4 separate regions of the Mus musculus genome follow, and regions 2, 3 and 4 are each linked to region 1. The links are chromatin contacts, called in public HiChIP or PLAC-seq and promoter capture Hi-C maps. All regions are on one chromosome and are shown on one strand. The core of a region is the stretch at or near the end of the contact, and the rest is flanking DNA. Distances in the headings are between cores, read along the strand shown.

Region 1 (8,000 bases), core at 2,622-5,121:
TCAAGCTCCTGTCACTGTGAGCTGTGTTGTGACTCCCTGGCTGACAGCTTTAAAACAAACACATTAAAAGCTCCAGGCAGTGGGGTTTCTACATGCAAAACATCCCAAGGGTTGGGGGAGGGGTAGGAGGCAAGGAGGTGGGGACACAGGACCTCTTCCTTGAGCCAAAACCCCTCCTCCCAAGTCCTCTCCCTACAGAACCTGAACCCCTCATCACTGCCTCCAGTTTAAAGAGAACTGGAGCTACCTCCCCACCCTGCCCAACAGACTTTTCCTAATGGGTGATTAGAGGCAGGTACAGCAGGTGCTTGGAAACTTTTGGGACTTCCCCCCCCCCCCATGCATCCCCAGAGAACAGACTCATCCTCAAGCATGTAACAGTAGGCTCTAGTGGTAGAGACACGTATGTCCATAACTGGGTCTCGGGTTGGATGTTTAGTGGATGCTAGCGGCGGCCCAATGTGGAAGGTTCTGGTGTGCCGAGGATTGATACTCCTCTTCTTGACCCTAAGAGGCAGCAGCTGAGTTCATCGGTCTCTGCAGATCAGGCAGGTGATGTTTACAGAAGTTCCAGTTCCGAGAGTAAGGCAGTCAGAGCTAGAACCTGAACCCAAGTCCAGTCTCCCAGCTTCAGTCTCCACAGGACTGGCGGCCTCCCAACCCAACAGGATGGCCCAAGCAAGCCTCAGGGAATCCAGAAGGAGCCATTTGCAAAATTCAAAGTCCACTGACTCTGCCATTCTTAGGGGATAGCCTGACCCATCCAGCCCACTGGCTGATAACCCCCCAACAACGCACACAAACTGTTTCATCCTACAGGCCAAAGCCACCATCTCTGTATTCCAGTCCCTGAGAAACAAGGCTAACGAAAGAGTAGACACAGGAAGAGTTCTTTATTGTACACTGGAGAAATAGCCCTGTGTGCTGGTTCAAGGTGCAACATACAGAATAGAGAATTAAGAAAAGAAGGAACTGGGAGGGGTGGGGACCTCTTGAGGTCCAAAGTTGCAAACAAATAATTTAAAAGAACAAAAAAAAAAAGGTAAAAGATTCCTCACGCAAGAGGCATTTTTTTGCAAATACCATGCAAAACAGGCAGCTGGCGAGCCTTAAGAGAACCCCTATAAATAACAGAAAAGACTCTCCAAGTGTTCCCACACAGGACTCAGAGCACAGGGGACAAAAGGAAACCAAAATGCCTTTTGGCGGTTCAAGATATTTGGCACTCTTGTGATTACATTTGTTGTTTGTTTTTGTTTTTTTTTTACAGTCCATTAAAGAGAATGGATAAAGTGACACAATATTGAAGAAGAAAGAGGGGTTCACTCAACAGAGCCCCCAGGGAGGCTAGAAAAAGCTCAAGCAAGTTTGTCTTTGTTTTTCTTCTTCTTCTTTCTGACATATAAAACCCACTGTTGGTGTTAACCTGGGCAAAGAGCTGTACTGCAACAAAGAAGCGCAAGCTTTTCAGTTGTCTCTCGAAAACAAGACCAGGAAGGGGCCTTCCCAAAGCATCAGTCCGTAGAAAAGTTACTTTCTGCTTTAAAATGGGGTTCATTCAAAGATGACCCAAGTACAACAGTATCTACAGAGGTCATTCCCCTGCCCCCAATTTTCTTTTGTACATCCAAGAATAAACAACATTAAAAAAAAAAAACTGGACTAGACCGCATGTCACATCCAAGTGCACAGATGAAATTATGTAAACATTGGGAACAGCCAAATCAGCAGAGAAGGCAAGCACCTTCACGTGGTCGGTGCTGCTTTCGGGAAGTGGTTCAAACTCCAGAGCTATAATTGCACAATATTTACCATATATAAAAAGAAACAGGTATTAATCTTGACAAATAGCTGCAACTGAGACTTTTTTCTTTTATATGTGTGTATATAGTGATTTTTATTTTTTTTATTTTATTTTTTTACTTTTTGTGTGTTTTTTTTTAACTTTTGTTTTTGTAGAGGAGCCCAGAGCCACCGCTACCGCTGCTACCACCACCACCACCACCTCCACCACCTCCACCTCCTCCTCTTCCTCCTCCTCCTCCTCTCCACCTCATCTGTCTCCCGGCCTGACTTGAGACACAAGTTGTCGATTTCATCGCAGGTAGCAAGCTATTAATAAATTTCAAAGTGCTTTCTCCCTCCTCCTCCTCCTCGTGCTTTTTGTCAGTAACTGTCACAGCCCGCCACTCTTCTTATTCTTTCCCTCAACACATTGTCTTTGGGGCAGTTAGACACCAGGGGGTGCCTTGTCGGTCATGGTTTTCAGCACGTCATCAATCCTATCATCTTCAATAACAACTGCAAAAAAAAAAAAAAAAAAAGGGGGGGGAGGGGAAGAGAAATGTGAGAGAGCTTGGGCTAGCCAGGGGTCGCAGATACTTTGTCTATCCCCATTATGGAGGTGCAGGGGAGGGCGAGGAAGGAAGGCTGGCTGTTCCAAGCAGGGTGAACAGCCCCATTGCCCTAGGCTCCCTTCCCTGCCTGGTTCTGAACTGCCCCACTGCCTAGCCCTCATCCTAGATGGATTCTAAGAAGGAGCAAGCCAGAGGGAGCCATCCCAGCTCGACTGCAACCCGATGCAACCCTTTACAAAGAAGTCTCCTAGGCTGATTCTTAAGGAGAGAAAGGGAAACTGAGGTCTTCAGATCACTGGTGGCGGTAGCCCAGGCCGGGTTCAAAGATGCCCGGAGCAGGAAGGAAAGCTGGGGTAGGTTCCCACGCCGATCAGCGGCTGCAAAGTTTAGGCCTGGCCTGAACGGGTGTCCCCCTCCCGTTCTCCCTTCCCCGTTCCCCGGTCTGTAGCCTCCGCCCCTCCGCTCTCTGTGCCACCGCAAAGGGCAGAACCTCCCTTCGCTGCCGCCTGGGGCTTTACCTTCAGTTGCCTCTTCCGCCTGCCTCACTGCCTCCACTGGCCTCTCTCAGTCCCTCCACCGGTCCCTGTACTGGATGATCAGATCACCTGTCCAGAACTCTGGGTCTCTACCCGTAGGTCTCCTTGTCTGTCACCCTCATTGTTCCAGCACTTCAGCGTCCTCCCTAGACTTGAGTCCCAGGCTCCCTTACAGCTCCCTCGCTTTAGCTCTCAGCCCACCTCGGTCTCCCGACCATCTCCCCACTTCACCTCGCCACCCCAGTCTTTTCCGGCAGCACCCTGAGTCTCGGTTTCCCTGGGGCTTCTCCAACTCCAATATCTCAGGCTAGACCACCCTTCTCCCCTCTGCCAAGTAACAGTGAAAAGCCAGTGCGACCTGAATGCTCCTCGCCCTTCCCCGCGGGAGTTAAGGTCCTTCCCCTGCAGCGCCCCACGCAGACCCCTAAGAAGCTCCAGGACCCCTTACCCCAGGGTGGCCGAGCAGAGAGAGTGCAGATGCGACTCCACTGCGCAAAAAGGGGGAGGGGTGTGAAACCTAAAAGCAAACTTTGGTGCGGTTGAGGACGCGGGTATAACCTTTGGGCCTCGGCAGCAAGTAGAGGCTACCACGCCCCCGGGTGACCCCGCTGGTGGCCCGGACAAGCGGGGACTCTTGCCCGAGGCCTGATCCAGCTTCCGCCGCAGGAGGGATCCCTAGATCTCGCAGATGGTCCTCCTACTACCGCGGGGACCCCTGAGCCCCAGCCAGGCTGCAGCACCAGCACCGCAGGGGGTAAGGGGCGGGGAACTCACCGCGCTTGCTCCGGCCGATCTGGCCCAGCTTGGGAGGCCGCTTGCTCTGCCCAGCCCCGAAGAAGTTGTTGGTGTCCTGCAGGCGGCACGAGAAGATCTGGCCCACGTCGCCGCCGTCGCCGTAGGGGCTCAGCTTCTCGTCGCCGTAGGGCAGCACCTCCGACATGGTCGCGTCCGGGGGCTCCGAGGCGGCACCTCCTCCGCCCGCGTCCCCGCCCGCGGAGGACAGGGTCAGCGGCGCTGGGGCCGGGGATGGCCGGCCGGGGACGGCCCTCGGGGCTGCCGCGGCGCTGGGGCCGGCGAGAGGCCGGGGAGGGACACCGCTTGGGGCAGGAGCGCGCAGCCCGCGCGAGCGACCCAACGAGCGCCCGCAGCTGAGCTGCGCTGCGCTCGGGCTCCGCGCGCGAGTGGCTGCTGCTCCGGCAGCGGCGGGCAGGACTCACATCCTCGGCGCTCTCGGGCGCGGGGCGGGGGCCGAGCCGGGCGGGGCCGCGACGCGCGGGGAGGAGGGTGTCCCTGCGAGCCCGGAGGGCGCGGGACCGAGGTGGGCGCACCCCGGGGAGCGCGCGGGCCAGTCCTGCCGCGGATGCGGGCGGCGGCAGCGGCGGCGACTCGGGGACTGTGAAGCAGCGAGCGGCCGAGGGGGAGGGGAGCAAAAAGGAGGGAGGGCAGGGGGAGGAAACCCGGAGGGAGGGAGGGAGGGAGGGAAGAAACCGAGAGGGCGACGGGGAGAAAAACAGAAAGACAGAAGAAGGCAAGGGGAGCGGCGGGAGGAGGGAGGGTGAGGAAGGAGGGAGAAAAAGAAAAGGGGGGAGACTAGATTTGGATCGGAGAGGCAGAGCGGAGAAGCGAAAGAGGGAAAAATAGAGGGTCGGAGAAGGAAGGAGGAGAGAGGGGGGACAGAGGGAGGCAGGGACGAAGGAGCAGCCTGCGAGCTGCTAGGGAGAATGCCAGCCCAGGCTGAAAGCGAGGCGCCAGAGGAGGGAGGGAGGAGGGGACCCGTGGGCCTCGGGGAGAGATCCCTGGAAGCTAAGCGACGTCACGGGGCCGCGCCGGACCGCGGCTGGCTTCCTGCCCCCGCCCCCGTTCCCTCCGTCCCGCCTGCGCTGAGGGGCCCCGGTGCGCCCCGCCCCGCCCCGCCCCGCCCCGCACGGCCCGCGCCCCTCCCGCGCGGTGTTTACCCGACCCGGAGCCTGTGCGCGCCGGCTCGGCTGGCTGTGACTCCCGAGGGGAACCCGAAGCAGTGGGAGGGGAGGGGACCGAGGACGCACCGGCCGGGAAGGACGCGGATGCTGACCTCCCTGGAGGCCAGTTACAGAGGTCAAGGATCGGAGCGTACTGGGCCACCCGCGGGCACTCCTCTCCCTTCCCCCACCACACTTGTGCCCCACTTAGACCCTGCCGGGCATTCCTCTATCCCCGTGCCCACTGGATCTGCCAGGAAGGCCTTTTTCTCACTTCTTGTCCCTCTGTGCGGGGGCCCTGGCTCCCCCCGCACCAACCCCGGGGACAAGAAGGAGGGGAGGAGGGGGCAGCCCCGCCTCCCGCGGGATAGGGGAGAGCCTCATTACTCTGGGCTTGCCCGGGATGCCCGGCTCCTAGAGCCCTCTGACTCGCTGGGGACGCCCCGGGCCTGCAGCCCTTTGCCCTCCGGGACCTCTCTTATAACAACAGTCTTAATAAAGCTCTGGAGAGATACTGCAGCCTCAAAACCCGGAGCGTGCTCCTGCACCCTGGGAGGGAGACCCGGGAAGCCCAGGAGGCCTGGCAGGCGCATCTGTCTGCCAGATGGTAACTTCAAGGGGGCAAGGTGCGTGAGGAGTGCTCATTATCCTCGCCTGAGCCTGGAGCACCTGCTCTCCCCAAGGAGACCAGACCTGCTCAGCAGAGCTGGCCTAACCCCAGCGAGGGGTAACCAGTCCAAGGTCAGCAGCCTGCAGGAGAGAGGCAGGGCTAGGAAGCTAATCCTTGTCATTAGGCTCCTAACTCACCTAGCACCCCGCCCCCTCGCCGGAGAGCAGGGGAGGGGGTTGCCATCAGCCAGGGATGACGCAGCCTAGAACCCGTGCCCCCTCCCCCCAATGTTAAAGGGCTGGCTGGTTTCCAGAATCCAGACCTCAGGATGCGAAGACGAAGGGGTGGAGAAATAGATTGTGACAGGTGGAATAAACTTGACTTCTGGGTACAGGCCCGATCTTGAACCCCAACCCTGTGCTTCCCTTGCAGTGACACTTTAGGCAAGGGGTCTATCCTCCCTGAACCCCAGTAGTCTCCCCTGCCCAACTGCCGGTGTGCCCCTCAAGACAGTTAAAGAGGAGAAGGCCCCCGGGGGCGGAGCTGTCAGTGGGTGTGCAGTAGTTGAATAAGAAATGGCTCCCTCTGTGAGAAGGTGCGTCTCTTTAACCATTCCCCCACTTCAGAGCCGCCTGGGCTGGGAAGCCTCCCTAAACATCGCCTAACCCGAGCCTGCAATGCACACATAGGAAACTGGCTCAGAGTCCCATGGCTTGTCAACAGTAGAAGCAGCAGGTCCCCAGATTGTGGATGGTCCCTCCTGAAGCTGCCTGTCTTCATTCATTAAGGCCCCGCTGCGAGTCAGCTGTGAGGTTAGCTCTCAAGTGCTGAGAGAGATGACAAAGGCCCAAGACACAGGGTGGTATAAACTTACAAGCGGCTCTTACATTTGTGCTACGCTTTCTGGGTTTGCCCCAAAGCACTTTTCACATCCATTATTGACCTGGTGTCTCAAATAGAAGAGCCTTCGTAGGTAGGAAGAGGAGAAGCCGCTTCTGTATTCAACTGATGAGGCAGGAGAAGGGGGAGGGACTTGGCCAAGGTCAAGGTCTAGTGATGGAGCCAGGGTCAGGGCCTCATCCTTACTGCAGACCAACACAAAGCAACTTCCAAGTTCAGTGCCTACCAGGGCCCCCACTGTGAAGAAGATAAAGTCACACAATGAGCTGAAGACTCTCCACCCAGACAGTGAGAGAGAGGGGAGAAGGCAGTTATAAATCCAAGCCGGGAATGTCTACGTTGCCTTGGGCAAATAAAGTTGGAGGTGGCAGCAGCCACTTTCCCAGCCCAGTACCCACCCCTTTTGTGAGCATGCCTGCCTTCTAAGCACATGGACACCAACAGCCTGAAAACCAGCACCAAGGCCTGAGAATGTAACTCAGTGGTAGGACCCTTGCCTAACCATACTCAATGCCCTGGGTTCTCACTCCAGTTCTGAAAAAACATCTCCATGATTATTATCTTTGAACACTGAGCCTTCATAAGAAGGTGGAGCTGGTGGGGGACGGTCAGGCCCAATTTGCGGAACAGGGAGCTGGGAGTTAAGTGCTCTGTCTGAGGTCGCGTGGAAGTTCTCCAAGGGAAGTTGGGAGTCAGGAAGGGTCCATTTTCTGTCCCTCTCAACTGTCTGACCGCTTTGATCTTCTGTTTCTTCCGGTCTTCGGTTGGTCATACCTCTGGCCCGAGTTAACATAAATCTTAGGACTCCATTTCTACCTGTCTCCACTCCAGAGGCCCACAATTGGGCAAAGACACCAGACCCTGGTGGCAAAGTGCGGAGAGATAAAGACCACCCTCTTCCGTGTCCAGAAAGGAAGTTGCTATTACATGTTTGGGGACATCAGATCCCTGTTGTCACTTCTAGCTCCTCTGGTCTCTTCTATTCACCTCTCTGGTCCTCTGTTTCCTCTCCTATTATTACAGTTTGATAATAAGAGAGGCAATGCCTAGCTGAAGGAAGTAGGTTATTGGGGACATGCTTTCAGAGGTGCTCTCTGGTCCCCAGTTCCCTCTCTGACTGACTCTGGCACCCATGATGTGAATCTCCTCTACCATATACCTCCTGTTACCATGGAAACCTTACTCTGGAAGCACAGAGCCAATTGGCCTTGAACTGGACCCTTTAGAGATGTGAGCTAAGATAATGTCTCTCTATAAGTTGTCTTTGCCTAGCCTTTTGTCACAGGAACACACAGTGTACTGATGCCCGGCCAACTGGGGTAAAAGCCAGCTAGACTTAGAGAGGTCTCCCCTCTGAAAGGAGATCAGCCATGCATAGTGCCTAGCACGTAGTATGCCCTCAATAACTGTGGCTGTTACAACAGCCTTTCTTTGTGGCTTTGCTGTTTTGGGTTTTGCTTTGTTTGTCTGTCTGCCTGGTTTTTGGAGACAGGGTCTTACTGTGTAGCCTCAGCTGGCCTGGAACTCAGAGATCTGCCTCTTGAGTGCAGGGATTAAAAGTATGTGTTGCTATTCCTGACTGTGTGTGTGTGTGTGTGTGTGTGTGTGTGTGTGTGTGTGTGTGTGTGTGTACTTACAT
Region 2 (8,000 bases), core at 3,798-6,297, 2.6 Mb after region 1:
CCCTCTGTAGATCAGGCTGGCCTCAGACTCAGAAATCCACCTGCCTCTGCCTCCCGAGTGCTAGGATTAAAGGCGTGCGCCACCATGACCTGGCACAACATATAACTTCTTTATCTTTCCTCTCTCTCTCTGTATGTGTGTGTATACATGTTCATATGTGGGCACACATGCATGTCTGTGTGGATGCTTTGTAGCAGCTACATTAGAGACTGAGTATCTTCTTCAGTCACTCTCTTATATTATGTTTTGAGAACCCAGAGTTTAGCAATTGGCTAGGCTGGCCGGCCAGTGAGCCCTGGGAATCCACCTGTCTCTGCGCTCCTTGAATCCAGCACTGCGGTTACATCCCTGCATAGCAGAGCCTAGATTTTAATGTGAGTTCTAATTTTAGGTCCCCATGCCTGTGTCTGAAGTATTTAACTGTTTGAGCCAGCTCTCCAGTCTCTACATAGTTTATAGAAGGTGTTTGGTAACACATACTAAAAGCTTTACTGTCTACTTTTCTGTTGTTAAGATAAAACCAGGTTGAGCCGGGCATGGTGGTGCACGCCTTTAATCCTAGCACTCGGGAGGCAGAGGCAGGCGGATTTCTGAGTTCGAGGCCAGCCTGGTCTACAGAGTGAGTTCCAGGACAGCCAGGGCTATACAGAGAAACCCTGTCTCGAAAAACAAAACAACCCAAAAACAACAACAAAAAAAAAACAAACAAAAAAAAAAACACCCCAGGTTGAGTGTCAAGGCCGGTACGTGCAGGAAGGAACTGAAGCAGAGGTCTTAGAGGGACTCTGCCTATTGGCCTGCTTCTTGTGGCTTGTTCAGCTTGTTTTCCTATAGAACCCAGGACCACTGGCCCAGGCAGGGGTGGCACCACCCACAGTGGACTGGGTCCTCCCATTTAACCACTAATAAGAAAAAATTCCCGGGGCTGGAGAGATGGCTCAGAGGTTAAGAGCAATGACTATTCTTCCAGATGTCCCAAGTTAAATTCCCAGCAACCACAAGGTGGCTCACAACCATCTGTAATGGGATCTGATGTGCTCTTTTGGTGTGCCTGAAGACAGCTACAGTGTTATTCATATATATTAAATAGATAAATTAAAAAAAAAAGGCAGGGCATGGTGGCACACGCCTTTAATCCCAGTACTTGGGAGGCAGAGGCAGGTGGATTTCTTAGTTCCAGGCCAGCCTGGTCTACAAAGTGAGTTCCAGGACAGCCTGGGCTATACAGAGAAACCCTGTCTCGAAAAACAAACAAACAAACAAACAAACAAACAAACGACAAAATTCCCAACAGACTTGTCCTCAGACCAATCTGATGACTTTTTTTTCAGCATAGTTCCCTCTTCCCAGGTGATCCTAGCTTGTGTCAAGTTGATAAAAAATTAACCACACTTAACCTATATGTTTACCTCATGACCTAATAATTTTGTAGCTTGGAATTTGAGGGAAATTTATTTAAGGAAATTAAAATTTGTAAGTATATCTAGCTCAGCCTATAATAATAATAAAAAAACCTGCAAACACTGGCTGGCCATGAAATTAATTGCATATGGCCATAGCATACAATTCTAATAACCACACAAGTATGTTGTTTCCAAAAGCATAAATAAATTAGGCTGGGCATGGTGGCACATAGCTGCAGACCCGGCTGTTGGGAAGTGCAGATAGCAAGGCCATTCAAGGACACTCAGTTGCAAAGCAAGTTTGAGGCCAGCCTGGGGTATGAGATCCGGTTCAAACAACAACCCCCTACTGCAACAAACCTAAGCTAAATCATCTTGTTTAGGAAATGCCTTCTTATGTGTTGTTGAGAGCGACACAGCAAACAAGGACTCCAGACACACCGCTCCATGATAGGGGACTGCCAGAGAGTAACTCAGATTCCTGAGTGAGAGACTGGACTCAGCTGGACTGAACCATGCACAGGCCCATCTCCCAGGGCTGTGAATGTGGGTGTCAGTCGGTAGAGATCAGGCAGGGCTCTTTAAGGTCTTGCAGGCTGAAGCCCTCCCCGGAGCATCACGAGAGCCAGAGCCGTGGGAGTTTCCCACGGACATCCTGTGCTGCCTCCATTTGGTAATTAGAATCAGGTGACTGCCGCGGCTGACAATAGACTTGCAAGTTCTCCCGAATGTGTGAACGTGTAGAAACCAGCCCCAGATGCTTCCTCAGGAAACGAAAGCACGCGGTGAGAAAGGAGGCGTGGGGCTTCATACTAGTTTGGTAACACTAATGAGAGCGTGAGCTGTCTCTGAGAGCCCGGGCTCCTCCTAGCAGGCCTGCCTGCAGACATTCAAAGTGACCCCGAATTTACAAACAAGCTTGAAGAAGAAAGAACAAACAAGTGACAAGCTCTTGAGTCAGTAGATTAGAGACTTGTATAGGTGTGGCCCACAGGGTGACTGTGCCAACAACCCCCCCCCCCCCGCGTTGGAGTCTAAACAATAGACCTCGGGTGTCATTTGACTTCCCTCTTTGTACTTCTATTTAGATTAGGCAGGGGAATGCTTCTCTTCTCTGTCTCTCTCTCTGGATGGGCACACGCTGTTGAGGCCAGAAGTTATTTGCACTGGACATTCTCGATGGCTCTGTACATTGTCTGCTTACATTATTTCCTCATTTATGGTGTTGGCATGTGTGTGCCACGGCATGGTGTGGATGTCATAGGAAACGTTGTAGGAGTTTGTTCTCTCCTTCCACCATGGAGGTCCCAGAACTCAGGTTGGCAGGCTCGAGGGGGAGGGGCGTGGGAGTGGCTTGACCTGCTAATCAACCTCACCAGCTTCTCCTTTTTTGCTTTTGTTTTGGACACAGGATCACAGTAAGCCTGGCTGGCCCTGACCTCTGAGATTCTCCTGCCTCCACCTCCCAGAGTGCTGGAGTTAGGAGGGCTATCACTATGCCCTTCATTTTGTTCTTTGAGATGAGTTCCCTAACTGAACTTGGGGCTCACTGGCTAGAGATTACGCACTTCCCACAGCAGTTACAAACTTCTATGTGAGCCACTCTAGTCCCTGCCCCCTTTACAATTTACAATTAAGAGTCCTCTGTGGAAAAACCTTCAAGCTATACCTTCTTAACTTTTTTTCTTAAGATTTATTTATTTTTCGTATGTACACTGTCGTTGTCTTCAGACACCCCAGAAGAGGGAGTCAGATCTCTCGTTACGGATGGTTGTGAGCCACCACGTGGTTGCTGGGATTTGAAGAGCAGTCGGGTGCTCTTACCCACTGAGCCATCTCTCCAGCCCACCTTCTTAACTTCTAATTCCCTTGCAATGAGCAGGTTATTTGTCTAGAGAAACCAGGCCAAACTTCCCCAAAGCTCAGCTCCCTTCTCTCACAAATAGGAAAGGGCTTTCCCTTCTTTTGGATCCAGATGAGGTTTCTTTTTTTCTTTCTTTCCCAAAGCAGGCACTAGATAAGTGTGGGCAAGATGAATGCTTTAAATTAAATATCCACTGGCTATGGTGGCGGATGCTGTTAGTGCCAGGACTAGGGAGGAAGAGGAAGGCCTCTCTGTAAGGGCTTACGGTTAGTGCCAGGACTAGAGAGGAAGAGGCAGGCCTCTCTGTAAGGGCTTACGGAGGACCTGTCACCCTCTTTTGGCCTCCCAGGACACTGCAAGCATGCGATGCACAAACCAAACAAAATCAGACAGGCAGACGGTGATATTTCGAAGAAGGAATTCTTTTTTACACATGGTCCAGAGTTTGGAGCTCTTGTGGACTGGTAGCTATTAATGAGCTAGAGACAGTGCTAAGACATGGTGAATGCCGGAACCATGCTCTCCCAAAGGGCAGCCTGACGCTGACCTTGTAGGAGAGAGCAGGCTCAGCCAGGTGGCAGGACACAGGCAGGCTTCATGGCACCCAAGCTTTCCGACAATGTGGGTAATGGTGTCCTCTATGTCAAGCACCTTTTAGGCACAGAGAAGAAGGGCACATGAGCCCAGGCTCTTGAAACTCACTGTAGCATTATGCTTTGAAGTGTGGCACCACTGAGATGTCCTGAATCCAAGAACACTGGAAATCAGAATAGCACCTTGCCCTTAAAATTGCTGAGACTGGAATGAGATGACATAAGCAAAAGTCTAGCATGAGGTAGGGAGCAGATAAAACACCCTAGATGCATTTGGACAGGCTTGCAGAATTCTGGACCAACTTAATTCTGGACAGCAATGGCTATATAGATAGATGTGTGAGTGTGTGTGTCTTATTTGCATCACAATTTGGAGCCAATGAAACGTTTTTGTTTTGCTGAGATGGGGGTTTTGCTATGTACTCCAAACTGACCTCAAAACTGAGAAGCTGTGATTACAGGCCTGAATGAGGCAAGACACCTGGCACATTTACCCCCAGAATTATTCACTGAAATTGGTGTTCACCCTTGAAATGTTGACTCTAGGATACACGTTTTTCTTTTTCTCTTAAACAAAAGATATCTCTCCTTTCTTTCCCGAACCTTGCTGTCATTCTTGAGCGGTATATTTCTTTTCTCTAGTTTTCCCACTTTCGAAACAAGACCAAAAAATGTGTAGGGATCCAGCAAGTGCTGTGTATAGAAAAAGCAGGCCCTGATAGTAGTGACAGTCTCAGGTACCGAGAAAAAAGTGAAGCTAGATCAGAGGAGACATAAAAAAGGAAGGTGGTCATGTGCAGAAATAGTTGCCGGGCTCTGGGTGGGGTGAATATGACCCACGGCAGCTCTGGGGCTGGCCCAGTGACCGCAGGACAGAAAGGGCCAGGAACAAAGACGGGCGCCGCGCAGAGGTCTGGTCACGGAAGTAAAGTACGGGCCCCGCTGCCAGAGGCCAGCAGAAGAGCAGCTGCCCTCCGCCAGCCGGGGAAAGTCCAGCAGCGCGGCTCCCGAAGCGGGCCAGTTATTCCCGACATGCTCCTCCCGCAGGATTTCAAACCATGACAACAGCCACCCCGCACTCCCCCCCCCCCCCGCGTGCCCCAGCAACAGGCGGTGGCTGGCGTCTCATTGGCCGCGGGACGCGCTGCCGCGTCCTCATTGGCTGCACAGTCTCCGGTCCTCTTCCGCGCTTGCAGCGGCCTCCATTTTGTCGGGAAAGGCAGTAGGAGGTTGGTCCCCAGACGGAGTTGTGATCCGTGACTCGTTCGTGGGCTGTTAGATCCGTGCATCGTTTCTCCCTGTAGAGGGAAGGAGGCTTGGAGGTCGAGAGGGAGCCGCCGCCGCCGCCGCTCGAAGTCGGTGAGTGTGGCGGGGGCGGCCATGTTGGCCATCGCGGGCACCATTGTTGGGCCTGGCTGAAGAGGAAGTGAGGCCGGTCGGGTGCGACCGACTCCCTGGGAGCGGAGCCGCGGGCTGAGGCTGCGAGCTTGCAGGTTCACTGTGCGGGTGACTGCGAGTGCGGGCCTTCTGACTTACAAAGTCGGAGGCTTCTCAGCCTTGTGAGGGTGTTTGCTAATTAGAACAGAGAAACCTTTCCCCTTAGAGGCGTGATCTTTAGGAATGTAAGGTTATTATGGTTTGTGAAAAATTATGGCACCCGTTACCGGAGTCATAGGCGAAATCACGATGCGCGCTGTTGGGAACAGAACCTTGATGTGGAAATGGCTGTGCGGGTCCTAGTTTCACTTTAAAACGGGTAAGAGTTGCAGGTAAGCCCCCAAGAGTTGTAAGCTGATATTTATGAGGTCAAAGAAAGTCGTGGTCTCATACATCATCTATGAAGCTTTGAGGAAGCAGCGACAGCCATTTCTGTAGAATGTCTAAAAGATCACTTTTTGGGGTTATTTTCAAGTAATTCTCTTTCCTTTTCTAGCTAGGACTTCTCTCAAACTTGTGTGCTGAGGAGACTCGATGTGGACCTCAGCTCCTAGGCTGAAATCAGCAGACTGGCTCATGAAAACTTGTGTACTGAGACAAAGGAAAGGATCTAGCAGAAAGCAACGTCTCTTATCCTGGGCTTGGCAGCAAGGAAGAGGACAAGTAGTGGAAATCCTTCAATCTGAAAAGCAAACTGAAAGGTATAAAGATTCCCATCACAGTGGGGCCAATTATCTTAGGAGTGAAGCAATTCTAAACTATTAAGGTCAGCGGCCATGCATGGCGATGCTGCAGTATTATGTGCCTGTAATTCCAGCACTCCAGAGTTTGGGGCAAGACTGCTTAAAGTTGGAGGCCAGTCTGGTATAGGAGACCCCACCAGCCACGGGTGGCTTTCGGTGTGTGGGGTTATTTCTTTTAGCTTGTACAAAGAATGAAAGAAGAGCTTGCTTTAATTTTTTTCTTCTTTCAATTTCACAAACTGGTATCTAGCTCACGACTTTAGTTTTTTGAGGTAGATGGTTTTGAAGTCGAGCCTAATGCCATCTTGTCATATTTTCTTCAACACTTCTAGAACTGGAACTATGGAAACATCACAAGGAACATGTGGAATTTATTGTTTACATGTATTTACTTACAGGTGACAAAGAAGCTGAAGATGGGTGGCGGAGAGAGGTATAACATTCCAGACCCTCAATCTAGAAATGCTAGTAAGAACCAAGAACAGCAAAATAGACAGAAGAGCAAGGATCAGAATTCTTCCCAGACGAAGATTGCTCATAAGAAAAAGGAACGAGGACATGGGTACAATCCAGCAGCAGCAGCATGGCAGGCCATGCAAAATGGGGGAAAGACCAAGAGCCTTTCTAACAACTCCAACTGGAATGCTGGTTTATCAAGTCCTAGCTTGCTTTTTAAGTCTCAAGCTAGTCAGAACTATGCTGGAGCCAAATTTAGTGAACCACCATCACCAAGTGTTCTCCCCAAGCCACCAAGCCACTGGGTTCATGTTTCCTTGAACCCTTCAGATAAGGAAACGATGACATTTCAACTTAAAACCTTACTTAAGGTACAGGTATAAAGTTAGTAGGTGTTAACTTTAAATTGTGACGCTTACACATGACATCTGATTTATGTGCTGTACACACTATACAGTGTCGATGCAATTTCAACAATTTAAGTGACTAATTGATTCTACTTGGTAAATTCAAGTTTAGATCTGGGAAATAGTAACCTTAACTTTTTTATTGTTTGATGGGAAAAATTAAGATTTATGGGTTAACACACAACTTCTGAAGAAGTCAGACAGTGCATTTAGCATATACAAGGTTGCACAGTTCAGTTTCATGGTCTAGGGTCATCCAAACTATCTTGGGCATTTTTCAAAAGATAGCGGCGCAGCACATGTCCCAGTGGTCATTTCTTAAATGCAGTGGATAAGTACCCAGAGATGTACCAAGTCTATTCTAAAAACAGACAGTGCTGACTAGCACCCCACAAAGCTGCTAAAGTGATCCTGGCCTCACCTATATACAAAGCCTGTTTGAAGTAGGGAGTTGTGTTTGTGACATTTAAAGTCATGTAAATACATGTAATAAGCTTGTAACATATGTAATGTTTTCTTAGCCTTTATTCTACAAAAATAAGACTATTTTTAGTGTGAATTTGATGAATGTAAGACCATGAACTGTTTTTTTTTTAAAAATCTTATGGCCTAATTTTGAAGGTCTCCAATTTTTAAAGGTTGCCCTTGTGCTTAAGTGCCAGAGTGAATCAATGTAACTGATGTGTGAAATCTGTTGTATTAAGTTTTTATAATTGAAAAGATTTAAGCTACATTTCCTGTTTTTTTTTAAAGAGATATAAAGATGTAGGACAAAACTTCCTCCCCAACCATCTTAAACCCAAAGACTCATTTTGGCTTTATCAACCCTAAGTCACCCCTGCCTGATTATGTGCAACCCCTCATTTTCATTGGCAAAGGGAAAAAGTCTCTTGTGTTATTAAACCCAGTAACAATTACTTCTCAATCTTTATGAGCAGAAGAGCTAAATTGTGTTTTCTCAATTAAGTTCAGAGCAAGAGTTCAAGTCAAACATTGAGTATCCTAAAGGACAAGTTCACAAAACTATAATCTGACTGAAAAATAAAATTCATAAATAAACCTTTCCTCCCTAGTACATTCTTTTTATGTAAGTGATT
Region 3 (8,000 bases), core at 3,692-6,191, 2.3 Mb after region 1:
CCCCCCCCCCATCATAATTACAACAACGACCCCTTAGACTTGGCTCGGATTGAATCCTAACTGGAGGGAAAATGATCTGAGAACTCTGGCATGAAGTAGGGTGTCACGGCCGGCTTCGGGCGGGGTTGGGGAGGGAGGACAGGGAAGCCTGGTGGCCAGAGGCCACTCTCGGAAGGTCGGCAAAGCCTCGTGCAGGGCATGTCGCAGGCGCCCGAGGAATGTGCGCTGCCTGAAAGAATGAAGGAAGGAAGGAGCAGGGTGCGATGCAGGCCGCCTCCGGGCCGAGTCAGGAAACCCGAGTTGGGGTGCGGCTGATGCTGCAGCGGCCTGAGCGCCGATGGGGGCAGCACGAGAGCAGTGGGGTCAGTGACTCGGTCGTGTGTGTATGTGTGTGTGTGTGTGTGTGTGTGCACGAGAGCAGTGGGGTCAGTGACTCGGCCGGGTGTGTATGTGTGTGTGTGTGTGTGTGTGTGTGTGTGTGTGTGTGTGCACGAGAGCAGTGGGGTCAGTGACTCGGTCGTGTGTGTATGTGTGTGTGTGTGTGTGTGTGTGTGTGTGTGTGTGTGTGCACGAGAGCAGTGGGGTCAGTGACTCGGCCCGGTGTGTGTGTGTGGGGTGAGGGGGGGTGTGGGCTCCCCCAGGCCGAGTTGGAAGCTGCAAGCCCTTGCTGCTGGCAGAGCAGCGGGGGCGCCGCGAGGCTCCGGATGGGCTGCGAGCCCCGCCCGCAGGCTGCGGAGGGAGCCGGAGCCAGAGTGGAGCCAGAGCTCAGACATCCGGGCGCCAGCGAACACCTGCGAGCGGCCCTCAGGGCCCGCGGGGGGCGGGGGAGCGCGGGCAGCGGGCCGGGGGCGGGGCCGAGCAGGGAGGCGGGGCCCGGAGCTCCGCCTTCCCAGCCACTGGGCCACGTGGGCCGAGAATCGGCCCGGCCCTGGCGCCGCGGAGCCGCTTCTTGCCTGGAGGCGGGCTAGTGGGTAGAGCTGCAGTTTTGCGGGAAAGCCAGAGAGAGAAGTTTTAAGGGTGCAGCCGGGGGGTGAGGGTGGGGGCCCTGGGAAAGAGTGGTAACCACGGACTGCCGTAACTACTCGGAAGACTTAAAATTGAGGAGGAGCGTCCCGTTCTGTGTACTAAGGTGGTGCACTGCCTTCTTGGAAGGCCACCATTACCATGTGTCGCAGACATGAATTTGAATCCCTGCTTTGTCACTTAGAAATATGTGGCCATGTGCTAACATATATGTGTGTGCGTGCAAGCGTGTGTGTGCTTCAGAGCTTCGAGATCAGTTAGGGCCTCTAAATTGCATAGTTCAAAGAGAGCCAGGAAAATATTTCACGTGTGGTCTTTTATATCCGAACCATACAATTTTAAGGGATGTACTATCATCCCATTTCATGCAGAACTAAGATTTGTTTTGTTTTTCTTTTTTTTTTTTTTTTTTTTTTTTTCCCCCAACAAGCTCTTACTGGGCTTCTAATTTGTGCCCCATTCACGAAGCCGTTGACTCGGGAAAGCTGTCTAAAGTAGAGAATGAGAACCCAGACTTAGATTCTACAGGAAGCTGGCTTTCCTAAATACCTTCTCCCACTTCCTTGCTGTGACCTTGATCAACTTATTCAAGGTACACACCTTGCTGATTAGAAAAAAAGATTAGGATGTAATGAAATGGACCGGGGCACCTGGTAGGCACGCCCATAAATGATTACAACAGCAGACTAACTCAGAGGTTTCTGACCTAGGGCTAAAGTGCTTTCAGTTTCTAATGACTAATGGATTGGCTAGATGGTCTAAGCTTTTGTCCGGGCCACCTGAACTGCTCAGCCCTGGGAGTCCTGACAAGCAATTTCCTTGGAATTAGCTTAATAATGCCTCGTAGGTGTGTGATGCATTTCAAAGAAGTTTCCCATCATTATCTTCAGTCCTTGGAGGCAGCTGGGCTCAGAGAGAAGCGGCTTGCTCCACTAAAGCTTTCAATCCCTCCTTGGTCATAACCTCTAAGTGAACAGAAGGCAGACCCCCTCAGAACTGTCACCTGGTACGAATGTGGAAACTGGCTCGCTGGAGGCATAGCCTGTAGCCTGCTGTATTCAGCCGATGCAGGATTGTCATGTTTGACGGGCTCTCTTCAGAGAACACAGCATACCTTAACACACAGTCCAAGATGGATGTCACTAGAGTATTAAATTTAAGGCAAAAGTTTTCTTATGTAGAAACAGGACCTCCAGAGGTGGGGGGCCTGCCATTATTCTGCGAAATTTCATGTGTGATTTCTGAAAGATGGTCATATCTCCCATTGGTTCATCAGAAGAAACCAGACAGGTTAAAAACCATTAATCAGACTGGAAGGACAACTGGCAAGGAGGTTGCTCCCCTCTCCTCCCCTTCTGCCACGACCCTGTTTCACCCCAGAAAGCTCACTATGGTTAATGCACAAAGGGTAATGAAATGTTTGTTATGAAATACAAGTAGCACATGCCAAGGCCGACACAGATGAGATCATATAAATAGGAATCCTGTGACGATGGGGGCCTGATGCAGCCCACCTGGGGAGGAACCATGTTGGGGTGGAGAGATGGGGCATGGGTTGCCACCTTGCCTTTTACCCAACTCCCAGGCCTGCCCCAGAAATGGCCAGTCTAAGGTCCCTTTCCTGCCAACCGCAATACTATACTCATTATTCTCAAACCCCAGGTCAAAGTTTACCAAACATTAAGGGAACTTGAGTTTCCCAGCAAGCCTACACCCTGAAAAGTGGCTGCAGACCTGAGGCAAGACCCTGGGTTTGGTTTTCCTATATACAGGGTCTTCCCGCGTAGCTGACCATCCTGGAACTCACTATACATAGCAATATATATATAGTGAGTTCCAGGTTTCAAACTCAAGAGATTGTGTGCCTCTGCCTCATGAGTGCTGGGATTAAAGTACAAATCACTATACCCCCCACCTCACCCGCAGGGTTCCTTTCTCCAAGTTTGGAAGTCTGGGGGGAAGGCAGACCAGAAAGCATGAAGTTAATGGAGGCAGTTTATTTAAATACGAAATAGTTCATCCCCACACTTGACCCCGAGCCGCCAGGAAGGTTCGCCCAATCATTTGCGGCATCCATCTAAGAGCTGCTGCCAAGTTTCAAGGAATTGAAGAAATAAAAAGATTCGGTCTCAGACTTGCCGGCTGTAGGAGAGGCTCCTGTAATTGAGAGTAGGATCATAGATCCTTGCTTTCAACCTCCAATGTTTTTGGGGATTCCCAACCCCAGCCCTTCCTACTAACCAAGCCACCCTAGCCCTCAGCTTCAGCTGGGAACTTTCTCGTCCCTAAAAGGGTATGCAAATCTGCCCGCCCCAAGCTCCTAGGAGGTGGCGCAAGATGTCATACACAAAGTGTTCAAAAATGGTTTATTATGCAAAATGTTAACTTTTATAAAAAGTTTAATATACATCACATGATTACAGAAAGTCACCTTCCTGTAAAAAAGGTACAAAAGCTATATACTCTATTATAGAGTTCATAATCAGGGCAGCAGAGCTTTTCTCCAAGGAAACCAGAAGAACAGCTCTTATGCTGCCTTGGCAGAGTGCGCAGGGCAGCCACTCGCATCCCCCCACACCCTCTCGACACCCCATTCTCGGAAAAGCCAGTCTTTTAGACTTGAGTCAGGGTGGGGACAGAGTGACGTTGCCCAGCTGCTGACCAGCGTGTGCTAGCTCTTCAGGCCACCCAAGTTCAGTCCTTCTCTCGGGCTCCAGGTCCAGCCTCGAGGCGTTGAGTTCAGGGTAAGTGAAGAGGGCTGGGTTAAGATCGAAGCTCATCCATGCCCTCAGGCTTCCGGCTGGAGAGAGGGTCCCAGAGTCCCAGGGTCCCAAGCGGAACGGGCGCCAGCACCTGCGTTCTGGGCGGGGGAGGAGAGAAGAGCGAGGGAGCCGTCAGTTTCCGCCGAGCGCGCCCAGGCGGAGGATGCCGCAGACTGGCCGGCGCCAGGGAGGAAACTCGGTCTCTACCTCCAGCTGATAACTCCGCTCCCCACACTGCCTCCACCCAGTTGGCGCCAAAGGACCACAGGCGGAGTCACCACTCCCCCTCCCGCTTAGAAATAACACTAGTGGAAAGGGGGGAGGGCTTCCTTTACTCCAAGGCTCATTTGGTGCGACCCGCGCGCCCACTTGCCCTGGGCTCTGGCCACCCGGGATGAGAAGGGACAGCGTGTCTAAGGAATGCACGTGATATTGACATAGGTTCTGTCGTTTATTCTAACTGATTATAGATAAGGCTTTTGCCTTTCAGTGGCTTGGCTTTTTCCCTAAACCGACTGAACCCTAAGCCTTACAATGTTCTGTCAAAGGCAGGATTTCCCATGCAAGCCTCCCTCCTCGCCCGCGCCAGGAGAAAGCTTACCGGGAGGTGCCAGGACGACCGGGTCAGTGGCAAAAGCTCCTCTTGTCCTTGGAGATCACAAGTTCCGGAGTGAGCTCAGCTGTCTGTGAAAGAAGGTTAGGAGACGAGTTAGCCAAGGGACTCGGGGACGCGATAGGGAAGACCCGCAGCATCCCTGCCCGCACGCTCAGAGCAGCCTGGTCTGGCTCCCTCTCGCACCTGGATCGGGAGATGCGGACCGTCCGGGGGTCCAGGCGCCGGCTCTGCCAGGACCACCTGAAGGTCGAGGATGTAGTCTATGACACGCTGCAGGATTTCCACCTGGCTAAGCTGAGTGCCTCGCGGGACTCCCGGCACCAGTTCCCGCAGGCGCGAGTAGCAGTGGTTCATGTCGTCCAAGAGGCTAAGAGGCTCCTCGGTCGACGGGCTCTTACCGCGGCCTCGCGCAATGGCCAGGCTACGTTCCGACAGGCAGCACACCGCCTCGTAGCAGCCGCGCACCGGGCTCAGCGCCTTCATGTTGGAGAGTAGAGATAGAGAGGGAGGAAAAGAGACACCTAAAGCAGCAAACAGTGCGCGCACGCCTGCAGCGGCCGACTCTTATAGAGTCCTCTCTAGGACACACCCCCTTATTCAAAACAGACCGCCAAGGGTCCACCCCCGCCCGCCCTGGGCACCGCCTCCCCGGTCCTGGGCGTTCACAGTGGGTTTAAATTGCTAACAGGCTTCCTTAGGCTGGTCTGACGCCGAGGACAGCGGAGCCTCGGATGCGAGGAATGAGGAAGCGCTGATACCGAGGAGAGGCGGGGCTCTTGAGCCAGCACAGATTTGAAAAAAAAAAAAAAATCACTTAAAACCATTAACTTTTAAGAATATGCCTTTTCTGGAGGCGCCCAAGTTCTCTGAGGTCCCCTCCCCCCAATACTGGTTCGAACCCACAGCTCTGAGGTCATAAATCCCTTGAACAACTAAAGATCTCTCTCTCCTCTCTCTCTCAAGAATTTTCAAGGGAAACTTGTAAGGAATTAGTGCCGCCTTGTTCCCCAATTTGCTGCTCGTCTGACCTCCAGACTCACTGGCGTCAGGAATTATCTTGTGACCAGAGGGGGAAAAAATTAATTGCGGTGAAGCTGAGGTTACAATGAAGAAAACAGATTTGGGCTAGGCGCTGAGATTGCAGAAGAAGGAGGGAAAGGGAGGTCTAAGCAGAGAACACTATTTATTTGAGCACCAGGGGAAAGAGGATAAGAGCAGTCTGGACCCAGTCCTTTTCCACGGAGAAAGAAAAAGCATGGACCGTTTCCACCGAGAACTCCTTTAGGAACTAAATGTATGCCCGGTTGTGCTTTGGAAGTGAATTTGATTAGGATTTTGGACAAGGTTTCAAATATGGGGGTGCTTGCTGCATAAACCCTTTTAGAAGGTCCCCTCCACGGGCATACATAGAACCAAATGGGTCAGCTGTCTAGCGTTTGCTTCCTCGTTCTGCACAGCCTCCCTCCCTTTGCACACTTTGCACACTCTGTAGAAAACAATAACAATTTCATCGCCGCGTTGTCTGTCCCTTTCTGTTGTGGAAGGGCAGCCACCTGGACATGATTATTCCTCGTCCTGCTGAAGTAGCCCCAGCCACCCATCTGAGAGAGCAGGAGAGCAGCCAGCAGGCAGGCAATCCCATATTGCAAAAGGACAGTGCACTCTATTCTTTGCCTGGCTCTGCTTCCCAGACCCCGAAGCCTCAGCAGTTCCAAAATTCTGGTTTCCATCTTGGGAGAGAACAGGTGGGGTTTTGCAGCCACGAGATTGCTTTCTTAATCAATCAGCCTGGTAAATATTTATGGAGTTGCTTCACATGAAACAGAGGCTCCTGCTCTCAAGAATCTCACAATGTCTGGGGACAAGATTAACACAGGAAACAATTAAGTGTTCAGTAGTGTGTGGCACTGATCAACAGGACAATGGGACCTCTGAGCTGGGACAGTTCCAATAATTGGAAGGACATCGGTCTAGGGAGCCAAAGCCCTGGGTTCAATCCGGACAGCTCTGCTATTTACTGGTTATCGACACATAATCTTGAGCAAACCCAGATACCACGGCTTTGATCAGCTGTATGAGGAGACAGACAGAGAGAAAGGGCACTGAGGGATTGTTATAAATACTTTCTGACTCAGAACACCAGATGCTTGTGTGACAGTTGGACAAGGAGTGTGGACCAGCACAGGGCCGGGGACAGGGCATATAAAACGAGTCCTGTATCACATCACAGGTAAGCCAGTCTCGGAGCCTCATTCTTTTCCATCATACCACAGGCCCCTGTGTCCCAAGAAAGAAGTCTCTGAAAAGTTTTCTCCTGGGAATATTCAAGTTCTCAAGGACAGCTATTTCGGTAGAAGACAGAAGAAGGTCTAACCTGAGAAAGCACAAGGCAGTCTCTATGCTGAAGAAGTTAAATGCCAGCTATTTGGTCACGGGAAGAGAAATCTCCTCCGTGGCTGTGTGGACTCCCGAAAACTGAACAGAGGAGCCTTTCTTTGGCTCTCGTGAAGACTTCTGTATGTGTGTGCAAAACAGTCAAGTCAGGAGCGTCTAGAAAAAATCATGGCCTTCAGTGCCTGGCAGACCTATGTTCAAAACTTAACTTGTTTTATTTCACTAACGGTGTGAATTTGGAATAAATTATTCTCTGAGCCTCAATTTTCAGGCCTGTTAAGTGGAGCTAATGAAAATGACCTCGTTTATTTATTTACCTTACATTTATCTATCTATCTATCTATCTATCTATTTTTGAGACAGTGTTTCTCTATGTAACCCTGGCTGTCCTGGAACTCTCTGTGTAGACCAGGCTGGCCTCGAACTCTGAGATGATCTGCCTCCCTAGTGCTGGTAATAAAGGATCCACCACTACACCTGGCTCTGACCTAATTTATCTTTAAAAAAAAAAAAAAAAAAGCCTTTGCTCCCAGCACTCAGAAGGCAGAAGACAGCTTGAGTTCCTGGCCAGCCTGGTCTACATAGTGAGTTTCAGGACAGCCAGGGGATGACTAGTGAGACCCTGTCTCAAAAAAGGAAAGAATTTTAAACACCTCTTCTGTGAGAAGGGCACACTCCCTGGTCTGCATTAGTTCATCATGGGGCCAGATGTGCGGTAGGTGCTTCGCCCACCCAGGTCCGCTCTCTCTTCTCCAGTCCTCCACTACAGCCTCTGTTGCCTCGGGGTTGGATAGGAGATTCTCTGGTTTTACAATTTGCAAAGTACCTTCACAGCATTTATTATTTCCTCATGATGCTCCCAGGCTGAAATGGCCATAGGCTGTGTGGAGATAGGTCAGAAGGGGTTATCAAGCCGCATTCAGTCCTTTCCACGCCAATAACTTACCTTTGGACACAAATCCTTTTTTCCAGAACCTTACTTTGGGGGAGGGGGAGGGGAGGAGTAAATGGCCTTTAAGGGTCTTTTCTGACCTAAGAGTCTAAGTCTGAAAGGAGTGGGTTTTAGTCGGGTTGGGATCAGTGAATAGAGTTTAAACCCCAAAGACTCTCTCTTGCCTGCACAGCAGACTGGTCGGCTCGCCCCGGCCTTCTGCAACTTGTTTAGTGGTGGCGGGGCCTCAGCCTCTTACTCCAAACGCCTCTGA
Region 4 (8,000 bases), core at 2,843-5,342, 2.2 Mb before region 1:
AACACTAACTGCTACCCTGGCCCCAGCTTCTCCATCACAAACCCCATTCTCACAGCTCACCGTATCCACTGCGAGCACCTACACCCCGTTTGCTATTAACTCAACTGTTCACCCCTCTACAGCTTACTTACTCTCCCCTCCTTATGGAATACAAAGTTTTAATTAGTGCGATTCAACTCACTTTCAGTCAAGCCCCTGTCCAAACAAACCCCTCATCCACAGACTATCAACAACATATCCCATAAGCCTGCTGGCCTTAATGGGGGGAGAGGCCATCCCAGTGAACAAATGGGGGCTCAGTGCAAGAGCTTGTGCTTAGCCCTGGGTTCAGTCCCCAGCATCAAAAGGACGGAGGAATGGACAGGTGGAGGGAGGGAGGGAGGGGAAAAAGCAAGCAGAGGTCTTCCTGCTCTCCGGGGCTAACTCAGCCTGGACATGACTGCATCTGTCTGACAGCCTACACTTGTACCCCAACCAACAGTCCAGGTCGGGTGAACTCAACCTCACCTAGCTACCTCTCCAGGACAGGTCACCTGAATGTGACCTGAATGCAGATGAGTGGCCAAGGCAGAAAATGCACCAAGTGTCTCCAATCAGCAAACGGGGGCTTCCTGGCCACCGCAGTTTCTGACTTACCACCCAAGTACATACACTCCCTGAGTGAGGCCGAGAGTCCACCTTTAAACACATCCATTTAGGAGACTGATGCTCAGGGACTAGGAGAACCAGGGAGCAAGAGGCTGGCAACAACCATCCCTACCAACCCTCCTCCCACTGCACTAAGAACCAACACTATGTTGCAGGGTCCGTGAAACCCTAGCAACCCCGATTTAACACACAGAGCTGGATGCCTGCGCCTGAGCCTCAGGTCCTTGAATATCATAGGACAAGACTGAAGGCTCGTTTTCCACACATCGACTCTTAAGGACTACTGTTTGATTTTCCTAACCCACCTAACTCTAGCAGGACAACTCAACAGAACACATGGCTCATCTTCCCAAGCCCAAGACAACTTCAAGTTCAAGGTAAGGGAAAAGTGAAGGCAGGAGGCCCAGACACTGGCAGAGGAGCCTCCCTCAGGGGAGAGGCTGGTCTCTGCCGAGTTAAGTAGCTTTCTGAAATATCCAGGATAGTGGCCGACTGCAGAGACAGTCCTGTGTCTGCCTAGCAGAGGGAGACCACAGCCCTTAGGCCAGAGACACTGGGCAGTCTGCCAGCCTAGGCTGCAAGGCTGTGTTCTTGACCTTGAACCAAACTCAACCTGACCCTAACAGGGGCAGAAGCTGGAAGCACACACTTCCCAGGTGTAACAGCGAGAAAGTTAAGTCCCCAGAGGCCCCTGGGTTCACTTATCCAACCACCCCCTAACTGACCACTGAGGGGTCGGTTCTACAGTGATAGTCCCCCTAGCTTTAAGGGGATGGACACAAAGCCCTTTTTAAGCTCCGGTTCTACACAGATATGGGAAGTTAGCTGTACACACAGAACAAGCACAAACTACAGGGGACTGCCTCCTCTCAGACATGGCATCTCCTCATAGCACACAAGGTGCCAATTCTGATACAAGACCCTTGGAGATAGAGGCCTCTGAGCCCCTCCTCCACTCCACTCACGTGCATCCCTGAGAGGGTTAACAGCCTGCAGACCCTGGAACTCACCAGGCCCTGGCAGAAGTCTCAAAACCAGGACAAAGAGCGGAGGGGACTATTTAACATATCAAAGCAGAACTGGTAACTAGGATCTCCCGGCATCCCTCACAGTACCTGTTACCGGACACTCCAGGCAGATATACCCCCGCCCCTTACCCTAAACTTAATCCAGCCCACAGGCTAAGCTACCCTCTCCCCCTACCTACTCTTCTCTATATAACCCGACCATTTTGGTCCCCTCTTTTACTCGGGCGGCTCCTGCACCTGGTTCCTATCCTCACTCCCCCCAAGGGTCAGACTTCTCTGATGTCCCTGCCTGTGTCTCTGTTTAATCCACAATAAATGCCTTCCCTCTGCCACCCCTACGAGCAGTCATTGTCTTACTGATTTTTTTTTTCCTACTCACAAAATAATCCAACTCCACATGGCTTTCCTAAACTTCAGGACAACCCGATGCAGCAGAGAAAAGACCCTATCATGCCCAACTTCTTAGCCTTGTCCAAACCCACTAGGCAATAAATAGAGCAGCTTGTGAGTTACCCTTCCAATACTCTGGCTAAGACCGGTCTACCTGGCGAGCCTACCTCATGCAGGGCCCCTCTGCATGCCTAGCGGGAACCTTTCTTCTACTGCAAGATGGTTAGGACTCTTCTACCCCTCTTAGTGTGCCCTTGCCACCTTTTGCAGAACACCCTTGGGAACATGGGCAACACTCTCCCGAGGGTCAAGCTCCATCTCTTTCTTAGAGTTAACAGAGAACGTGATCTCCGGGACACAGAGGCGGAGGGGGTAGAGGGGTGTATCACCGAAAACTTGCTTTTACAAAGTTCTGGCGGAGACTCAAGCGGACCCTGGGCCCGGCTCTGCGGGGCTTCCTCTCCACCACCACCCCCGCCCCCGCGAAAGCTCAAGTTCCACGGCCCAGACCGGAGCCTCAGGGGAGCACCGACCCCACTGGCCCCCACGCCGCGAGGACCCGAGGCAGACAAAGCCCAGCGCCGCTCCGCGGGGGGTCGCGGGTGGGAGGGGAGCCCCGGGGTGGGGAGGGCCTCCGAGGAGCATGCGCGCTCACGGCCGCGCCGCGCGGGCCCCCACCATGCCCCGCGCGCACCGGCCGGGCCGACCGCGCCGGGCTAACACGGAGCATGCGCGCCGCGCGCCAGGCCCCGCCCCCCCGGGGCGCCCGAGCCGCAGCGGCGGGAACCTCAAAGCCCCGGCGCGAGCCGGCTGCTCCCCGCGGACTGCCCTCCCCCCTCGGGGGGAGGAAGAGACGCGGGGGTGGGGGGGAGGAGGGGGGTGGACGCACGGGGGGGAAGGAGGGACTGACAGCCCCCGCGTGGCCGCGCACACCCGGTCCCCCCCCTCCCCCGGCCCGGGACTGGCTCCCCGGAGTTCCCCCGCGCGGCGTGGGGGAGGGGCGGGGCGTGACCCCACGGCGCCCCTCCCCCCCAAAACCGCCAACCGCCCCCGCCCCACTCACGACGCGCTCCTTCGTGTGCTCGGGCTCCGTGATGATCGCGGCCGCGCCGGCCGCCTTGCCCGCCGTCGCCGGCCTGGCTGTGCGCTTGCCGCCGCCGGGGGCCCCGTCCAGCTCCGGGCCGTCCTCGTCGCCGCTGCTGCCGCCGCCGCTGCTGCTGCTGCAGCGCTCGGGCCGCTCGCGCTTCCTGCCCGCGGGGCCGCCGCGTCGCCGGGGCCCCGCGCGCGCCGTGCCGTTGCCCGAACTCGGCTCCTCCCAGGCCGCCCCCTTCTTCCTGGGCATGGTCGCCGGGCTGCGGGAGACACACGGGGCGCACAATGCACACGGGGCGGGCTGCGGGGCGGGGGAGGGGACGCGCGGCGCGGCGTGGGCCGCCCCACCTGCTGCTCCCTCGCCCCTCCCCACGCCGCGCGCCACGCGGGGACCCCCCCCTGTACCCCGGCCGGGCCCCAAGCACCTGCGAGCACGCGCGAAAAGAGGAACTTTCGTGGGGCCCCAGCCCGGCCCCCGCGGCCCGGCGCTCGCCCCGTCTGCTTTTTTTTTTTTTTTTTTTTTTTATTGATTTTGAACAATGGGATCTCTGTCTGTCTCCGATTAAACCACGTGGATCCGCCTTCCTTCCCCTTCTTATTCATTCCGTCCCCCAACCCCCCCTTCCCCAGCGTCTTTTTTTTTTTTTTTAACCTTTCTCGGGGGGGAAGGGGGAGGGAGAGGAGAAAAAAAAAGAGGAAAAAAAAAAAACTTTCCCAGACCCTGCAAACTGGTCCCAGACGGTTTCCAGCCCCTACCTGGTTGGAGTGATGAGAAACGAGGAGGGAAGCGACTGAAAGACGGGGTCGAAGGCTTCTTCTCTCCCCGGCCGGGACGAGGGCTCCAGCCCACTCACCAGATACACTTAAAATGTAAATACGAGCTTCCAGAACAAATGCTACAACACAAAACAGAAACACATGTGCGGCCGGGCGGCAAGCGAGCGCGCGCGCGGCGGGCGGCGAGGGGCCCCGGGTGCGCGCGCCCCCTACCGGCCGGAGGACCCCACCGCCCAGCCGGGCCGCCCACCCGAGCCTGCGTCCCGGACGCCCGGCGCCACGCCGCAGGCCCCGCTGGGCCCCGCCGCTTGCGCGCTCCGCACGCCCTTGCACGCAGCGCGGCCTGCGCGTCACAAGGCGTCTTCGGGGCTCGGGAGAGTGTCAGATTCTCTTGTTTTTTCCCCCTGAGCGTCTAGACAGGTCACCTGAGGACACTCGCTGGAAAATAGTTGCTTTGCTCACGCAGCAGCCAGCGAGGGACGTGCCCTAATTGAGTGATGGGAATGAAAAATGAACACAATTTGAGTAACTTTCTCCTGTGCAGACTCAGGGTAGATTTGATACGTCGTGGATGCGTCCAGAGTGTGCAGCCGGGTGCTGTTAGAATGATCAAGTTACATAAAGGTTTGGTGTAGTATGAAATTAGTAATTAGCTGGGGGACGTACTATGAAATTAGTAATTAGCATAGGTGGACTTGAAAGTACTTGTGATGGGAATTTTCTTCATTTTAAAAACGTATTTACCGCGCCTCAGTACAAGCAAGACTAGATGCAAAGGTGCTAGAAGCTTAGAATACAGACCTGGAGAACAAGATCTCTGCCCAGTTGGAAGGCGAAGTAAGAGGAAAGATTAAGAAATTACTGAAAGCATGGTACTTACCGGGTTCCAGGATCAAGGAAGGCGTTCCCTGGGAGAGCTGAGTTTTAAAATTGTAAAGAATCTGACCTGGCAGAAGTGGGAGAGGAAACCTTTCCCCTACCCCGTGGGACAGTGCAGGGTCTAGGAATCCGGGAAGAGAAGTGGCCAGAGGTGCTGGGGTCAAGGCTGAGGAGTCGACAGGGCCCCCCTCACAGGACCCGACAAGCCACGTGCACGATCGGCTTGGTTGGAACTAGGGGAAGGTTTGCATCTCAGTGTCACTTTCTCTTCTGACAAATGTTTTTCTTTGGGGTTTTGTTTCCGTCTCATGTAGCCCAGGCTGGCCTGAAACTGACCGTGTAGCCCAGGCTGACATTGAACCTGATCCTCCTACTTCTCTCTCTCTCTCTCGAGCGCCCGAGTTAACACTGAAAGTTTCTTTTTTGGCAACTTCCTTGGTTGACTAGAGAGAGTTTCTAGGGTCTTTGCAGTTCGTTCTTAATTACATCAAGAAGCGGGATGGGGGCGGGGGGAGGGTGCACAGGACCAAACGTTTGAAGGCAGGCGGAGAATCCTGGAGAACCAAATCTAAGTTATTTGATCAAAGTCACCAGCCTGGGTGGAAGCACTTATGTAAAACAACTCAGAAAATGAGCACCAACTGGTGCGTTTCAGGGATATTAGAAGCACCGTCTGAAAGCCTCTTAATAGACCTGGCATTCGAAAAGATTGAAGAGATTAAGCCGTGATGCTTTGATATAAAACATTAGAACCAACTAGAAAAGAATTCTGCCTAAGTGTGCCGTCAGGTCCGGGTTTCAGGAAATGGCACGCCGGAGCTTGTCCGGGGGTGGTGGCTGGTTGGGCGGTTATCCTCCCGACAACACCCTGTGTGGCCAATTAGAAACGCTGAGGGTGCCTTTAAAAGGTTTTTAGGCAGCGAGTCTCTCTCTCTTTCTCCTGCCCCATTATACGGCTTTCTGCCGGCGTAAAAGGCACATGCGTCAGAACCGCTGATGCAACCCGACGCTAATATCACGTTGCATCATCTGACCCAAGGTGTGGTGCTTCCAAAACTGGTTTTTCCTGAGGCTGTGCTAAGGAAGAAGAGCACTCAGAGGATAACACCCACTAACCAGCCCTCCTCGTCGGATGGGAAAAGTGTTCTCTGCCACTCCATGCCTCACTATTTCAGACCCAGGGAAAGCCCGAGTGATGCCCCTGGTTGAGATGGGGGTGCGGGCGCACACACGAAAAGGCGAACATGTAGGCTGCTGTTCACCTTATGTAACCAATGTGACAGAGTGAGGTGCACCTACGGGCCATGCAGGGAGTGCTCCCTCCAACATACACTTGTGCTTGGGCTTTTTACTTCATTTTAATTGAGCGTCTGCTCGGGACAGAAGAAAGAAGAGAAGAGAGAGCAAATTCTATCTGAGCACAAATGCCCGGCTTCCGTTTGTACATGGAAATATGGGCCATCTTACTGTTAGTCTCCTCTGCTGCTCCTTAATAAAAGTTAAACTCGGCGGCAACCAGGGTCCTTCCCAGAGCTGTGGTCCATCCAGCTGGACCACAGAAAGTTCCACTTGTAGTCCAAGGAGTCTCTGGTCTCATATAATATACCTTGAGTTTTTTGATTCACCAGCCTGACCTCTGGAATTCGGAGATTGCAAACATGTACCACCGTATATAAGATGCTGGGAGTCAAAGCTGGGGTTTCTTACATGCTAGGCAAGCACTCTATCCACCACAGATGCACACTCTCAGCTCCAGAGATGAATTCTGATGGTCTGGGTAACTGGACCATGACAGGAGGATTCACAAACTATCTACGCTGTGAACCAGGAACCTGGGAAGCCACTGAGCCCTTGAATACAGCTGATCCGTGCCGCAATTACGTTGTAGCACAAACACACACTGGAATTGTTGGTTTTGGTTTGGTTTTGGTTTGGTGGTTGTTGCTGCTGCTGTTTTACCATGTTCGTGAAGCAAGGTTTCCCTGTGTAGCCCAGCCTGGCCTTGAACTGGTGGTTTCACTGCGTCATCTCCTGAGCCCTGGCATCCTGGGTCTGTACCACTATTACACCCAGCCCACCCTAGACTTGAGGACTTAGAGCAAAAAGGACAAACAAACAAACAAAAAAAGCCACAACAACAGATCTCATGACTAATTTTATTATATTAATGTGGACACGAAACCAGGCAGGGGTGGTGCAAGCCTTTAATCCCAGCACTTGGGAGGCAGAGGCAGGCAGATCCTGGTCTACAGAGTGAGTTCCAGGACAGCCAGAGCTACACAGAGAAACCCCGTCTCAAAAAACAAAACAAAACAAACAAAATGTGGACACAGTGGTATATAGCTCTCTAGTCCCAGTTACTTGGAGAATCGTAAGTTTGAACCTAACTTGGACAGCATAGAAGAAGCAAATAGAGGTGGGGATACTCGTGAGAAAAACACTTGGCTTGGCTTGTGAGAGGCTCTGGGTTCACCCCAACGTAAAGGATAAGCCTGGTATATTGACACATACCTATACTCCTACCACTCAGCTGGCTAAGACAACACTGCTCAGTGGAAGGCCTGCCTGGGCTACTTAGTGGACCTCAGACCATCCTGGGCTATATACCCACAGCCTTTCTCAGAAGCAAACCAAACGACATAGGAACTGAAGAGATGGCTCAGCAGTTACGCTGGCTTACTGCTCTTGCAGAGGACCAGACTCTGGCTCCCAACACTGCACTTAGCAACTCACAACTGCCTGGGACTGTTTAGCCCCAAGCCATCCAACGCTGAGCACACTCAAGCACATATTAAAAACACATACATTTATTTATTTATTTATTTATTTATTTATTTATTTATTTATTTATTTATTTATTTAATTTGTGTTCTGTGTGGGTATATATGGTTCATGCCAGAAGGGGCCATCAGATCCCGTTACAGATAATTGTGAGCCACTAGGATTTGAACTCAGGACCTCTGGAAGAGCATCCAGTGCTCTTAATCGCTGAGCTATCTCCCCAGCCCTTAAACATACACTTAAAAATAAATCTGTAAAACTAACAAAAGCTAAGAAAAGACAGGCAAGAGGGTTCAACAGGCAAAGGCTTTGCCGCCCAGCAGCACAGGCACGCTGGCCAGCTTTTGGAATGCACCTGCAGCCCATGGCCCCTGCACACACAAACATTACACACGCACCCTGCTA

Evidence for each region. Promoter capture Hi-C pulls out the DNA fragments that hold promoters and counts their contacts. HiChIP or PLAC-seq counts read pairs in DNA pulled down with a chosen protein or histone mark.
Region 2: a promoter capture Hi-C map of liver shows a contact between it and region 1, with 2.4 times the contacts expected there. The contact joins the promoter of Pnrc2 here to the promoter of Camk2n1 in region 1. A contact is called at or near these places in 1 of 39 promoter capture datasets (liver) and 1 of 115 datasets of contacts at active chromatin or transcription factors (astrocytes).
Region 3: a contact with region 1 is called in a promoter capture Hi-C map of liver, with 3 times the contacts expected there. The contact joins the promoter of Id3 here to the promoter of Camk2n1 in region 1. A contact is called at or near these places in 1 of 39 promoter capture datasets (liver) and 1 of 115 datasets of contacts at active chromatin or transcription factors (astrocytes).
Region 4: an H3K27ac HiChIP or PLAC-seq map of thymic regulatory T cells shows a contact between it and region 1, with 9 times the contacts expected there. The contact joins the promoter of Rcc2 here to the promoter of Camk2n1 in region 1. A contact is called at or near these places in 1 of 39 promoter capture datasets (liver) and 2 of 115 datasets of contacts at active chromatin or transcription factors (astrocytes and thymic regulatory T cells).

What each region holds. Positions count from the first base shown.
Region 1 is chr4:138,451,019-138,459,018 of GRCm38.p6, reverse strand. It overlaps Camk2n1 (calcium/calmodulin-dependent protein kinase II inhibitor 1), which reads right to left and starts at 3,871. Exons shown (of 2, transcript NM_025451.2): 1 at 3,668-3,871; 2 at 1-2,301. The coding sequence starts at 3,833. The coding sequence ends at 2,231.
Region 2 is chr4:135,870,893-135,878,892 of GRCm38.p6, reverse strand. It overlaps Pnrc2 (proline-rich nuclear receptor coactivator 2), which reads left to right and starts at 5,047. Exons shown (of 3, transcript NM_026383.3): 1 at 5,047-5,219; 2 at 5,794-5,998; 3 at 6,439-7,967. The coding sequence starts at 6,457. The coding sequence ends at 6,879.
Region 3 is chr4:136,140,763-136,148,762 of GRCm38.p6, reverse strand. It overlaps Id3 (inhibitor of DNA binding 3), which reads right to left and starts at 4,941. Exons shown (of 3, transcript NM_008321.2): 1 at 4,585-4,941; 2 at 4,387-4,469; 3 at 3,371-3,883. The coding sequence starts at 4,884. The coding sequence ends at 4,410. It overlaps Gm42329 (predicted gene, 42329), which reads left to right and starts at 6,545. Exons shown (of 2, transcript NR_168524.1): 1 at 6,545-6,631.
Region 4 is chr4:140,697,565-140,705,564 of GRCm38.p6, reverse strand. It overlaps Rcc2 (regulator of chromosome condensation 2), which reads right to left and starts at 4,092. Exons shown (of 13, transcript NM_173867.5): 1 at 3,915-4,092; 2 at 3,130-3,418. The coding sequence starts at 3,408.